4 separate regions of the Mus musculus genome follow, and regions 2, 3 and 4 are each linked to region 1. A link is a contact called in public HiChIP or PLAC-seq and promoter capture Hi-C data. All regions are on one chromosome and are shown on one strand. The core of a region is the stretch at or near the end of the contact, and the rest is flanking DNA. Distances in the headings are between cores, read along the strand shown. Region 1 holds the start of Fkbpl (FK506 binding protein-like). Region 2 overlaps Bag6 (BCL2-associated athanogene 6). Region 3 holds the start of Msh5 (mutS homolog 5). Region 4 holds the start of 1110038B12Rik (RIKEN cDNA 1110038B12 gene).

The links. Promoter capture Hi-C pulls out the DNA fragments that hold promoters and counts their contacts. HiChIP or PLAC-seq counts read pairs in DNA pulled down with a chosen protein or histone mark.
Region 2: a contact with region 1 is called in a promoter capture Hi-C map of hippocampal neurons, with 4 times the contacts expected there. The contact joins the enhancer-like site here to the promoter of Fkbpl in region 1. A contact is called at or near these places in 8 of 39 promoter capture datasets (the 3T3-L1 cell line, embryonic stem cells, erythroid cells and 4 more), 5 of 484 Hi-C or Micro-C datasets (cerebellum, cerebral cortex, embryonic stem cells and 1 more), 5 of 115 datasets of contacts at active chromatin or transcription factors (bone marrow-derived macrophages, embryonic stem cells, extraembryonic endoderm stem cells and 1 more) and 1 of 9 other capture datasets (adipose tissue).
Region 3: a contact with region 1 is called in a promoter capture Hi-C map of neural stem cells. The contact joins the promoter of Msh5 here to the promoter of Fkbpl in region 1. A contact is called at or near these places in 8 of 39 promoter capture datasets (the 3T3-L1 cell line, the SN4741 cell line, embryonic stem cells and 5 more), 1 of 15 datasets of contacts at CTCF or cohesin (the NIH/3T3 cell line), 2 of 484 Hi-C or Micro-C datasets (CD8 T cells and embryonic stem cells), 4 of 115 datasets of contacts at active chromatin or transcription factors (embryonic midbrain, extraembryonic endoderm stem cells, microglia and 1 more) and 2 of 9 other capture datasets (liver and pancreatic islet).
Region 4: an H3K4me3 HiChIP or PLAC-seq map of embryonic stem cells shows a contact between it and region 1, with 19 read pairs. The contact joins the promoter of 1110038B12Rik here to the promoter of Fkbpl in region 1. A contact is called at or near these places in 8 of 39 promoter capture datasets (the 3T3-L1 cell line, the HPC-7 cell line, cranial neural crest and 4 more), 1 of 15 datasets of contacts at CTCF or cohesin (the NIH/3T3 cell line), 20 of 484 Hi-C or Micro-C datasets (the Ba/F3 cell line, the G1E-ER4 cell line, the MNK3 cell line and 8 more), 27 of 115 datasets of contacts at active chromatin or transcription factors (the 230-238 cell line, the HPC-7 cell line, the NIH/3T3 cell line and 15 more) and 2 of 9 other capture datasets (adipose tissue and liver).

The regions. Positions count from the first base shown.
Region 1 is chr17:34,643,351-34,646,568 of GRCm38.p6, reverse strand. Fkbpl (FK506 binding protein-like) reads right to left here and starts at 1,755. Exons shown (of 2, transcript NM_019873.3): 1 at 1,616-1,755; 2 at 1-1,324. The coding sequence starts at 1,309. The coding sequence ends at 266.
Region 2 is chr17:35,146,967-35,150,184 of GRCm38.p6, reverse strand. Bag6 (BCL2-associated athanogene 6) reads right to left here. Exons shown (of 26, transcript NM_001372261.1): 26 at 2,864-3,044. The coding sequence ends at 2,949. It overlaps Prrc2a (proline-rich coiled-coil 2A), which reads left to right. Exons shown (of 31, transcript NM_020027.3): 28 at 64-276; 29 at 391-485; 30 at 585-675; 31 at 784-1,109. The coding sequence ends at 924. Among named protein-coding and RNA genes, the nearest start is that of Bag6, 13 kb to the right of the region's middle. Within about 2 kb of position 1,749, at least 7 of the 459 cell types and tissues checked have an H3K27ac peak or open chromatin away from gene starts, as enhancers often do.
Region 3 is chr17:35,045,218-35,048,435 of GRCm38.p6, reverse strand. It overlaps Msh5 (mutS homolog 5), which reads left to right and starts at 1,691. Exons shown (of 25, transcript NM_001146215.2): 1 at 1,691-1,736; 2 at 2,049-2,205; 3 at 2,383-2,506; 4 at 3,062-3,142. The coding sequence starts at 2,062.
Region 4 is chr17:34,950,808-34,954,025 of GRCm38.p6, reverse strand. 1110038B12Rik (RIKEN cDNA 1110038B12 gene) reads left to right here and starts at 1,555. Exons shown (of 4, transcript NR_015536.1): 1 at 1,555-1,674; 2 at 1,853-1,890; 3 at 2,101-2,141. LOC115488834 (a small nucleolar RNA gene) reads left to right here and starts at 1,951; the gene lies at 1,951-2,013. It overlaps Snord52 (small nucleolar RNA, C/D box 52), which reads left to right and starts at 3,018; the gene lies at 3,018-3,076.

The sequences.
Region 1 (3,218 bases), core at 506-3,005:
CAACCACTTGTAACTCCACCTCCCTGGGATGCAACTCCCTGACATCCGGAAGTTCTGGCGTTTGCCACAGCCAGTCCCAAATAGACAACCTCTCCTATCCTCGGAGGTGGATACGCTTCCCGGGACTCCCTCCACCAAGTGGCTCACTGACACCGTCGCTAACTCCCTGTAGGTCAGAACGAGATACGAGTTCAAACAACTTCCTTCGGGGCCCTTGAAAATTCCACAACACAGACCACAGTTCGCGGGTTCCTGTCTCCTTTAATCAGCTAAACATCTTGCGCAGTCCCCGAGCCAGCCCTGCATCCTGTTTCCTTCCCTGAATGACCACCTTCCCCAGCTCCTCTTTCGCTGCACGGTTTTTGGGATCTACTGCTAGCACTTTCTTGAAATCAGCAGTGGCTTTTTCCAAGTCCCCGAGGGCAGCCCGAGCAACCCCCCTTCGGTATAAGGCCTTTAAATGGCCCGGCTCCCGCTCCAGCACTCGGTCACAGCTCTGGGCTGCCAACTGGGGGTGTCCTAGCAGCAACTGGCAGGCAGCCAGATTGGCATAAAGGGTAGTTCGTTCGGGAGGGCCGGGTGGGGGCAACGTCAGCAGCAGTCGGAGAGCCCGTCCATAGCATCGGGCAGCCCCTTGAGGGTTCCCAGCTCGAAACAGTTCTGTACCCCTTCTGTGTTCTTCTTTGGCCAGAGCCTCCTTCTCCATAGCCTCCATCTCCCAGGAGTCCCGGCCATTGGTGAAGGAATCCAGTCTGAGTTTAGCAAGAGGTGCAGAGGATCCAGGAAGGTGAATCTTTGCCTCCTCACCTTGACGCATAGACTCCAGGCATTTTTCCATGAGTTCCCCCCACATTTTTTCCCTCCATTGTCCTATGCCTATGGTTAGTTCTGTCCAGCCCTCTGGCATCCCAGATCCAAAAGGAAATCCCAAAGCCAACACTTGGCATTTGGAGCCTAGCTTGGGTTTGTCTAAGCCATGGCCAGGGACTATGATCTTCTTTACAAAACTCCCATCAGGACAGTACCAAAGATCAGAAGCTTGGAGGTGCTCTGCCATCTCATTGGTTGAGACTTGAAATTGATCAGAGTCACCTTCAAATCCAGCCACGGGATGTTCAATCTCTTGAGTCTCTACAATTTGATTGGCTGGATCCGGTCTCACTCCCACCTTCAGGGCTTCAGGGAGAAGACCTGGGGACCGCTGCCTAAACGGAATGGCTGTATTTAAGATTTGCTGGGCGTTCTCTTCCCGCTGCTGCGGCTGAGCGGTGTTCTTCTCGTTCATTGGGCTGATAGGTGAGGTCTCCATTGGATCTCCTGATCCCTTCCACAACAGATAAAGGAAAGAACAGTTTAGTCTGGAAAGTGATGGGTCAAGTGTAGTTCAGACCTGAGCAGGTGAAAAAAACAAACAAACAAACAAACAAAAAACCGAAACCATGTAAATTCCAGAATTCCTAGTTAAGACTCCTCGTAGTGCTAAAAGTTTCTCCTTTTTTTCCCCCCTTCCCAAGCTAGAATCCACCCAGGTCTAGTTTAGAACTATAAATTCTGTAATTCCCCATGGTTCGGGTAGTCGCCCCAACTATGGGCACTTGACCGGGTCAAAAAGTACCTGAGAGACCAAGGAGCATAGCAGGACGGCCTAAGTCACAGTTGTTGCATTGTGTATGATGTTGAGGCCTGGAAGGGCAGCCTGGGAGCAGCTGAGAGTCTCTATCAGCTCTCGAGCCCTCAGAGACGGAGAAGCTAGTCCCTAACACGACGGCCAATCAGGAGCACGAAGAGGTTCCTTGTCCCGCCTCTATGGTGACGCCATTTCCCTAGCAACCGTGAAGCGCCATACCTTAGCAACCGGACTAGACCTAAGCAATAGAATTAGCCAAATCGAACCGAGGTTGACAAAGATCTGGCTGACTGGTTTAGTCAAAATGTAAAAAGGCCAGAAATGGGAAACTTGGGCTGAGGAAGAGAGAGCAGTGGTAGAGAGCTTTACCAAGCATGCGTAAAGACCCTAAGTTCGAGCTTCAGTTCAAATGTAAAGGCTGAGATTTTAGCTGCTTTCAGACCCTCCCCTGTTATTATACCCAAATTCAGAGATCTTAGCTGAAATCAACCCCTGTCCATTTTGGCTCATCCTTGATTGACTTTTGCCACATATCCATCATTGCCCTTCAACTGAGCCCCCTGATCCAGAATCGTAGTGTTTTTCAAACTCGAATGAGCATGTCCATCATGAGAAAATATATTAAATTGCAGACCTGGATTTCGAAACTCTCAGATGGAGCCTGCGATTCTTGGATAGTGCTCCAGCCCGCTAGCAGTGTGATCCCTCAGTGACCTCATTCCGCACCAGCTTAGTTTGTCCTATATATTTCGTGTGTAACTGGTATCCCATGCTCCAGTGAGAGGAGCGGCAGAGAACAGCTCTCCTCCTCCCTACAGAAGGTGTAGATAGATCCCGTTTGTGACTCAGCCTTGCTGGGCAAACTGCCTGCACCGGCTGGACCAGCACAGTTCTTCCGGGAACGAGAACCCCTTATTATCTAAGCACCTTACTTTGGCATATGTTGTTCTTGGTGTTATTGACAGGGTCATGTGTATCCCTTGCTGGCCTGGAACTCTATGTAGAAGAGGATGCTGGGACCACGGGCATGCCCCACTGTGCCTGATTTATGTGGTACTGTGGATCACACCCAGAGCTTCATTGATGATACAGGGTAAAAGAAATACTGACAAGCTTTACACTGATTAGAATATAAAAAGAATACGTGTACTAACAAACGTCCTCGGAGATATTAAATAAATAATTAAACCAAGAGGCTCTGACCCAACTCTTACTTAAACATACATAGCCTACAAACGAGCTTTGCGTAGCAGTTTAGGAAGACAAGTAAATAGTTACACACCTGAATTCATTGAAATCTAAGTGTCTTTTGCCCTTTGGAGCCACTTGTTTGTCGGAAACTCTCCTCTTACCAGGCTTTGCTAACCTGCCTTGGAAAAGTGACCTTGGGCTTCAACTTGCTCAGAAAGTGAAGTTGGTTTAAGGATAATAGAAACTGCTGGGCTTCCTAATGACACAGAAAAGTGTAGCCAGGAGATCAGGAAGGCTGCCATCTGCCTTTGTAAATCTGCTTGACTGCCCAGAGAATGTAATTCAGGGGTAACCAAACCCCCAGTTTCTGCTTTTGTAACACTTGCTGTATACCCCCCCC
Region 2 (3,218 bases), core at 500-2,999, 500 kb before region 1:
TTAGTTTGGATTTTTCCTACATGGCCTTCCTGTTCTAATGGGCTCACTGGGGATTTCTTGCAGATGCTTCTACCTGTGGTAGACTCACAGCTGCCAGTGGTGAACTTTGGCTCCCTGCCACCAGCGCCACCCCCTGCTCCACCCCCCCTTTCTCTGTTACCTGTGGGTCCTGCTCTCCAGCCCCCCAACCTAGCTGTGCGGCCCCCACCTGCTCCTGCTGCTCGGGTCTTACCTTCACCCGCTAGACCCTTCGCCCCTAGCTTGGGGCGAGCAGAGGTAAGGTGTAAAGATCAGTATTTCAAGTTTTTGAAGGATGGCAAGGTATCCAAAGGGAAAAAGGGTAAATGGTTCAGACAGCAAGTTCATAGGGTAAATTGTTTCTCTTTCCAGCTGCACCCAGTAGAACTAAAGCCTTTCCAGGATTACCGAAAGCTGAGCAGCAACCTTGGGGGTCCTGGGTCGTCACGGACTCCCCCATCTGGAAGGTAAACAGGAGTGGGATATCGGCTCTGCATCCCCAGGGACTTTTTTTGAAACATGGGCAGGCCTTGGGTTTACCCTGACCGTCACCTTTCCTCCCTTAGGCCCTTCTCTGGTCTCAATTCCCGTCTCAAGGCCCCACCTTCCACCTACAGTGGAGTATTCCGAACTCAGCGCATTGACCTCTACCAGCAGGTGAAGGAGAGGACCAGTAACACCCCTCTCCCCCCAGCCTAAGTTCGGATCCCCTTCTGAGCTCCTGAAGGATCGCTGACTTACTCTTCCATATATACCTATCCTCAGGCTTCCCCACCAGATGCCCTGCGCTGGATGCCGAAGCCTTGGGAACGGGCAGGGCCACCTTCTCGAGAAGGGCCTCCCCGAAGAGCAGAGGAGCCTGGGTCCCGGGGGGAGAAGGAGCCTGGATTGCCCCCACCCCGCTGAGGGAGTTCCCCTTGACCCCCATCCCCGGGGCTTGTATATAGATTATAAATATATAAGGGGGAAAGGGGTGGGTGGGGAGGGGTTGTGGGTCTGGAGTCTCACTTCCCCTCTTCTCCTCCCCTAGTCCCCTATCCCTGGGGCCGTTTGTTAAAAAAGAATAATAAAAGAATTTTAAAAAAAAAAAAGGGGGGAAAGTCATGGGTGGGGGATTAACTGTAATGTTTTACACTAAGTAGTGGGTTCAATAAGTTACCTGTTAATTACTTCAGGGTTCCAGAGTTAAGAGTTTGGGTGAGGTCAGTGGGTGCCTGTCTTAGGGTTTCTTTTGCTATGACCAATCAACTCTAACAAATCACACTCCAGTGACACTTCCTCCAACATATGAGCGTATGGGCACCATTTTCATTCAAACCATCACATTCCACTCCCTGGCCACCACTAGCTTGTAACCATATGAAAAACACACTCGGTCCAACTTTGAGAGGCCTGTAGTCATCAGTCTGAACTGTGTTTACAAGTCCAAAGTCAATTCTGACATTCCTTGCAATCTCCTTGCTGTAACCCCTGTAAAAAGGCAGATCATGTTTTCAACATACAGTGGCATAGAATATAATTACCATTCTGAAAGAGTGCATAGCGAGGGAATATTGGGCCAACGTTAGAACAAAAATCAGCTAGTCAAACTCCAAAATCTGTCTCCCATGTCTGATGTCAAAGCCTTTCAGATCGTCCCAACTCCATTTAACTTACTGGCAGCAACACACTCCTCTGGCTGGTTCTACTCCCTCTTAGTAGCTTTCTTCATCCCTCCACTCTGGCATCACCAAGATCTTGGCATTCCCCAAGGCAATCTATTTCCACAGCTTCACAAGGCTTCTCTAGGCCTCCATGCACACACTCCCTCCCAATCCCCAGGAGGAGATAATAAACCAGAACCAAAGCTGCCAAGCTCTGCTGTTTGTTGGGGCTAGGACACCTTTCTAAATCACAGAACCAACGTTCTGTGGTTTTGGTTTCCCTTGCTGCCTAAGCTTGGCTGTCCTTGAAAACTGCCTGCCTTTTGGGGAGCTTAGCTGGGAGGGGTCTTGCTCAAAGGCCACCACTCCCTTTATTTCCACTTGGCATCAAACTATCATTCTCAACACTTTCAGGTCCTAAATAGTAGTTTGTATTTTCCTTTCTCAGCTTGCTTATTCTCATATCTGCGTTAAGTGTGGGCACTAATAACCAAGCAACAGTCAATACTAGGCTGTCTGAAAATTGCCTTTCAAAGGTAAGGTGAGTCTTCAGTTTAGTCTCAAGAATTTTTTTTTTTTTTTTTTGGCTTTTGAACAAGGGCAGAAAGCCACATTATCACATAAAACCAGACCCCCCACACATAGTTTAAATGACCCTCAGAACCACTGTCTAACATGCTCCTAGCATGGCCCATTAAACCACAATGCATTCAGTTGCTTTTCCAAAACCAATCAGGTCTATCTTGGGGAAACTGGTCTGTACTTCTGACCTAGTTAGGGTTTCTATTGCTGTGAAGAGGGCAGCTACTCATAAAAACATTTAATTAGGGTTAGCTTACAAGTTGAGAGGCTTAGCCCTTTATCAGCATGGTACTCCAAGCTTTGTACATGTGGATCAGCAGGCAACAAAGACTTGAGCTTCTGCAACCTCAAAGCCCCAGTAAAACTTTAAAGGCCACACCTATTACTGCCACCTGCAGAACCATTCTGCCTCCCAGGTTCCAGGTTTCCACCCGGCCTTTCATGTTCCAGAGGTTAAAGCGAGGGCTCTTAGGGCTGGTAGAGGAGCATGGGTTTCACAGAACGCTATTTAAGCCTCAACTGATGACACCCCATAAGGAGAATATGATGTGATGTGTGTGTGTGTAGCTAGGTTTCTATGGAACATTTGAAGAAACCTGTAAAGAAAAGGTACTCGAAACTACTAGGCAAAGGAGCCAGGAAAATCCGACTTTTATTTCTTAAATACTGTGAAGGAAGGGGGGAAGTGGTCCCCTGGTGAGAAAGCTAGGGGTCATCAGCAAATGCCCGATGGGCATTAGGGAAGCGCTGGGGGCTGTAGTTGGGATCTTCCTGCAGTCGTTTTTGGATATCAGACCGGAGCTAGAAAGAAAACACAAGCAGGTCAGGAGCAGCCCTGGTTTCAGACCTATGATCCCAGAAAGCACAAAGACCAACCCTTAGGAAATACGTTCCCCACCAGCCATGCTGGCAAGCCCAATATGAGATTGCTAAGCCTTCCCAAATGCCACAAGGAAAACCCTGACCATCAAGGGA
Region 3 (3,218 bases), core at 442-2,941, 400 kb before region 1:
CAGTTGTAGACTGACTCATGCGTGAGCCCCAGCTGAGTCCTAAGAATGTTCCCTCTATGCTGACCCTTGAGATCTGCACCAGAGCCTCTTCCCACTGATAAGAGAGATGGCTTCCATGAAGCCTTATTTCCCAGACACCTCCTTTTTTCCCTCTGGTCAGCAAGTGGCCAGCGGGCAATCTGCTCACAGTTAGATCGCTGGGAGAAACTTTAGATTCAAACAGGTTTGGCTGCCTCTCTTGGCTGTCTTTATGGCCGCAGCTGCTCTGATCATCACTATTGACTGTGGCTGCCTGAATTGCTACGCACACACAAATGCGTTATCTTGCCTTTATTTTCCAGGCTGCTCTGTCCTGGGATCACCCAGCAGTGCTCCTGGATTTGAAGCCAGGACTGCATTAAAAAAAAAAAAAATGTAGACTGCCATCTTATCTCTGAGCTCCCACTTCTTCTTTCTCCAGCTCTTCTTTTCTTCTGCTGCCTTCTCTTCCTGGGTCTGATCCCTTCCTCTTCTTGGTAAACCAGTCCCTAATCTCTTCATACCCCAGAATGGAAGGTGTGTCCCTCTCTGCCACTCCCCAGAGCTGTCACCAATAACCTCTTCCAGGTTTCCATAACTCCATTGCTCAATAATTTGCCAAGAGTAACCATTAACCCAGCCCTTAGACCTGCTCCCCTTTGGAGATGATTTTTCCAGTCGCTGATCAGCAGAGCCAGGTCACCTCATGCCATTTCTGAACCTCAGGCAGGATCTTAGTTTAGTGTAGCTAGGACAGTTTTTAAAAAATTATGTGGTGTGTGAGTGTGAGTGTGAGTGTGTGTGTACAAGCAGCACAGGTATGGAGGACAGAGGACAATCTGGGTACAAAATTGAAGGTACTTTTACCTGCTAAGCCAGCACTGAAGTTTTTGTTTGTTTGTTTATTGTTTTGTAAAGTATGGTTTTTTTTCTTTCCCTCAGAAACTCCTTCCTTCTCCTTCTTTCCCATCCAGATGGATCATCAGTCAGAGATACCCTGTGTCCTTAGGGGTGAGAGGACTGTAGTATGGTTGTATGTGTTCTAATTAGGTCTACTTTCAGAATTTAGTGTCTTTCAGATACTTATACTTCCTCTTCAGGGGTTCCAAAATAATCAAGCCCCGTGTTGCTCCTGTGGTTGGTGATCATCTCCTGCAATCAGGAAACAGGCAAAGTAGGTCTGAAACAGGAGTTAGTTCTTACTTCCACTTATTTATTTAAAACACTCATGTAGCGCTTACTTTGTTTGCTGGGCACTGTTCTGAGTTTTTTATAAATATTAACTTAGTGGGTACAAATATTAACGGAGTTGTTGCTGTTGGCACAGGTTGAATTAATGTTGCTTCTCTCCACTCTTCAGGAAGGAGGAAGACTGCCTCTGGCCCTTTAAGGTCGGCCTCCGGGCTCTGGCCTTCTCCACCGTGGCCCAGACCCTTTTTCCAGGCGGGGACCTTAGTTTAGGGCGGGCTCCGCCCAACATCAATCAAAGCTCTGCGACACGGCTGCTTAGCAACGGCAGAGGGCGGGAATTTTGAACACTCTAGCACCGCCCCCAATGCAAACGGACCAATCGACATCTAGCGTCCTCACCGCCTTCCCGTTGGATGGCTAAGCAGACCCTTTCAGCCACTAAGGGGGCGGGGCGAGCGCGCGCGGCCCACGCCTACAGGCTGCAGGCTTGCGGCGGTTGGTCAGGGAGGTGGATCGTCGCGGCTGAGGTGACGGAAAAGGCGGGAAAGTGCTGCGAATTGGCGGCTCCAGTGGGGTGGGGGTGGGGGAGGGGGTGGGGGTGGGTCAGGAGAGCGCGCTGCGGCTGTAAGGGCGTGGGTGGCGGGAGAGACTTGACGTGACAGCGCGCTCCGTCAGAGCTTCCAAAGCACGGCTTCGAGTGACAGGAATGAGGGTGGGACAGTAGCTCGGAGCTGCTCCCAACCTAAAGGGGCAGCCCCCGCGCCTGTCCCCTGAAAGCCCGCGCACCAGCCGCCTGCTGAATGCTGCTTTTGGACCTCCTTCCCCTCCCATGTCCTCAGAGTCGCCGAGCCCATGGCTTTCAGAGCGACCCCAGGCCGGACGCCGCCGGGACCCGGACCCAGATCCGGAATCCCCTCAGCCAGCTTCCCCAGCCCTCAGCCCCCAATGGCGGGGCCTGGAGGTATCGAGGAAGAGGACGAGGAGGAGCCCGCCGAGGTGTCCGCGGAGTTGGGAGGGCTGGGAGAGGCTGAGCCGACCCCGTTTCACGTTGACTAAACTCCCCATGAGTGCCTATCTCCGAGATTTGGTTAAATGATTAATAATAAGGGATGACCAATCCATGCCCTTCCGAGGGATTCAGATATCGATCCCCTTTCCTTCCTCGCGGGACAGATCCATCTGTGCGTGCTGTGGAGCTCGGGATACCTGGGCATTGCTTACTATGACACTAGTGACTCCACTATCCACTTCATGCCAGATGCCCCAGACCACGAGAGCCTAAAGCTTCTCCAGAGAGGTGCGACAGAGCCCTGCATTCCTCTCCTCTGGGGTGGGACGTGTGTTCACTCATACATCCTCATGTAGTTTATAGTCACCTGATTTAGGAATTACTTATTCAACACAACTTTATTAGGTACCTACTGTATGTGAAATGCTACAGATTTTGTCCCTGGCAAACCATGATTTTAGTGATAGTTTCCAGGACACTCTTGTTCCTTCCCACCGTGCCTTTACTAAGTCTCCTCCACTGCGCTCCCAGTGTGCAGACCATCCCTTACAGACATAAAATAACTTTAGTTTGGTTTTGGTTTTTTTTTGAGACAGGGTCTCACTATGTACTATGTGGCTCTGGTTTATCCTGAAACCTATTGTGTAGATCAGGCAGATTTTGATTTCATGGAGATTCCCCTGCCTCCCAAGGGCTGGGGTCAAAGGCATGTGTCACCATGCCTGGCTAAGATGATAAATTCTTGAGGAGAACAGACAGTGGCAGGAAGAGAGCCACCACTTTCCTCTTAGTCACAGTGGAGATATCCTTCGACTCATCAGGCACCTTCCTTCTCTCTTCAAGTTCTGGATGAAATCAACCCCCAGTCTGTTGTCACAAGTGCCAAACAGGATGAGGCTATGACTCGATTTCTAGGGAAGCTTGGTAAGGATTGCATAGAGAAGGGGAAATGGAAATAGACTACTAAATCTTTGGCTGGGAGGGAGCATGGGACAATGAC
Region 4 (3,218 bases), core at 306-2,805, 310 kb before region 1:
TGAGAGACTTATCGAACACATAATTACTATAGGATTCTTTTATTTGTTTTTGTTTTTGTTTGTTTTTTGTTTTGTTTTGTTTTTTGAGACAGGGTTTCTCTGTGTAGCCCTGGCTGTCCTGGAACTAACTCTGTAGACCAGGCTGGCCTTGAACTCAGAAATCTGCCTGCCTCTGCCTCCCAAGTACTGGGATTAAAGGCATGTGCCACCACTGCCCGGCTACTATAGGATTCTTAGATTTTAAATTTTAGTTATGTTCTGAGGCACTATCTCATCACTGCGTAGCCCAGGCTGGCCTTGAACTCAAAGAGATCTACCTGCCCCTGCCTCTCAAGTGCTAGGATTAAAGTTGTGCACCACTGCTTCTGGCTAAAATGTATTTTAAAATGAAGATAGAGAAGCGTATAGTGCCTTGCACATGTAATTTCAGCATTTAGGAAAAGGAAGTAGGAATGTTGACCGTCATGGTACAGAATTGCTGTCTCAAAAAAAAAAAAAAAGACAAAGGGGCTGGAGCAGTGGCTCAGTGGTCAGGAGCACTTACTGATCTTTCTAAGGACCTGGCTTCAGTTCCCAGCACCTATCACCAGGTGGCTTACAACTTCCTCTAACACACATAGACACAAATACAATCAATCTAAAAATATTTCTTAAAAGCTGGCCAGTGGTGTTGTATGCCTTTAATCCCAGCACTCAGGGCAGAGGCAAGTAGATATCTGTGAGTTCGAGGCCAGCCTAGTCTACAGAGCAAGTTCCAGGACAGTCAGGGTTACACAGAGAAACCCGGTCTTGAAACCGACCCCCCCCCCCTCTCTCTCTCTCTCTCTCTCTCTCTCTCTCAACATAGTAGTGTGTCACGCCTGTAATTGTAGGCATGGTTGGAACCCATCTTAGACTATGAGCCAGATGTGTGTTTGTGTGTGTGTGGCTTTTATCCCCCTTTAAATAAAAATGTTGGGGCTGGTGAGATGGCTCACCAGTTAAGAGCACTGGTTGCTTTTCCTGAAGTCCTGAGTTCAATTCCCAGCAACCAAATGCTCGTGACCATGTATAAGGGAATCTGATGCCCTCTTCTGGCACGCACGTGTACATGCAGCAGAGCACTCAGTAATCTTTTTTTTTTCTTTTTTTTTTCTTTTTAACGGAGAGCAGAAGCTGAGGTGCAAATTCAGATTTTTCTGCTAGGTGTAGGCAATATGAGTCCTCCTGGGTAGACTGGATCCAAACATGAGTACAGAATCCGCAAAGCCATAAGCCTAAAGGAGACCAAAGAGCTGACCTATCCTGTAGGAGCTCCAGGGTCTTTACCCAATCTTGGCCGATTAGGCTGCCTGTTTCTTTCTTTCTTTTTTTTTTTTCTTTCCTTTGGATTGGTAGTTTATCAAATTGTCGTCATATACATGATTCTCTACTTAGGACAGTAAGAAACATGATTCCTCTTTGTTCCCTTCGCATTTGTCAGCGCGATCAAGTCAGGCATATGAGAAGACGACTATGTCCGTCAGGACCCCCGGGCCAGGCGTGGGTATAAATGGCCGAGGCGGGCGGCACACGGGTCTCTTTGTGCACCCGCCCACACGGTTTGCCGTGTTTTCACCCTTCTTTGTTCTCCACCGGTCTGGGCAGGGTCTGAGGACTCCGGAGAGCAAGGCATGGGTCCGCCTCGTGCCGCAGGTATCCTGGGGTCCTGTGGGGAGGGCTCTGCGGTGTGGGGCCGGGTATGATGACCCACATTTACAGACTAGAGTTTCTGATGTCCACGTGACGCCACTCCTTGTAACTGACCCAGGCCGGGGTGGGGGCTGCAGGCCGGGGTCTCTACGACCTGTGCTCATTCAATGATCTCTTCCAGGTTCCTGGCCCACGCCAGCCGTACCCAGTAGCACAATGGTAAGCGCATGCTGGCGAGAGGTAGGCGGTGTGAGGAGGGGCTGGTTTCGGGGAGAGGACAGTAATGATGATTTCTGGTGATTCTGAGTGTCTCGCTGACGCCATCACCGCAGCGCGCTGACCGTCCCCGGGTCCAAAATCGGCAGTGGCGTGGGTTTTGAGTGGCCTAGAGTTCTGAGTAATTTACCTCTGTGTCTTGCTTTCTGGTAGGGATTTGAGGACACACGCCAGCTGCCTACACCTGAAGAAAGGTTAGTCTTAGGTTTCACTGGCATGCTTGTCTCTTGGCTTGACTTTTTGGAAGGGGTGGATTCGAGACAGGGTTTCTCCATGTAGCCCTGATCTCAGATCCGCCTGCCTCTACTCTCTGGAATTAAATGCATACAGCACCACCGACTGGCCCTTGTTTTGTTCTTAATATCCTGCCTGCATTAGCCAGTCTCCAAGCAAGCTACCACCCAGCCATCTTTTTGTTTTTAGATCTTAACTAATCTCCCTAACTCTAAATCTATGGTGGATCCAGGAGCTGCCTTGATTATTTCTTGTGCCTTTAAGTTCTGTATGCTAGTCCACGGCAGTGGGTCTCAGCCTTCCTGAGGGCCTTTAATGCAGTTCCTCGGGCTGTGATGTTCCTAACCATCGGTTTTATTTTCCTTGTATCTTCATAACTAAAGTTTGCTATTGTGATAACACAGGCTGTCCTGTCTGGGACCCCTATGTAAGGGTTCCTTGGTGACACAGGTTGAGAGCCACTGTTTTAGACTATGCTTTTGGGTATTTAGACGGGCTCTCAATTCAGGATGGCCTTAGTCCTGGCTCCAACCACCTTTTTTTTTTTTTTTTTAAGATTTAGATGTTTGTGAGTACACTATTGCTGTCTTCAGACACACCAGAAGAGGGCGTCAGATCCCATTACACATGGTTATGAGCCATCTCTCCGGCCCATGCCACCTTTTTTCGTTAAAGGTTTTAGCAGTTAAATTTCAGTCCCCAGGAGTTTTGGCTTTATATAGCTCTGCAACAGTCCGAAGCCTAACTACACACACTGGCTACCGCATCCTGTGTCTATCGGATTGACATTCCCTGGGTGGTACCCTAGGTTCTGGTCTCCCTCAATTGAGAGTGATGATTTCACAGACTAGAGTCTCTGACGCTGTCCTTGATGTCAGCTATAAATCTGACTCATTTGGGGAACCTCTTGAGATTGAGCCCAGTGTGCCAACACTGGCTCTGGTGAGGAACATACCCTGCTCTCCTGTTTCTCATTGTGCCCATCTTAACTCTCCAGGGTGAGCTCTGAGGACTTCACAGGGGCCCCATCCCCTCAC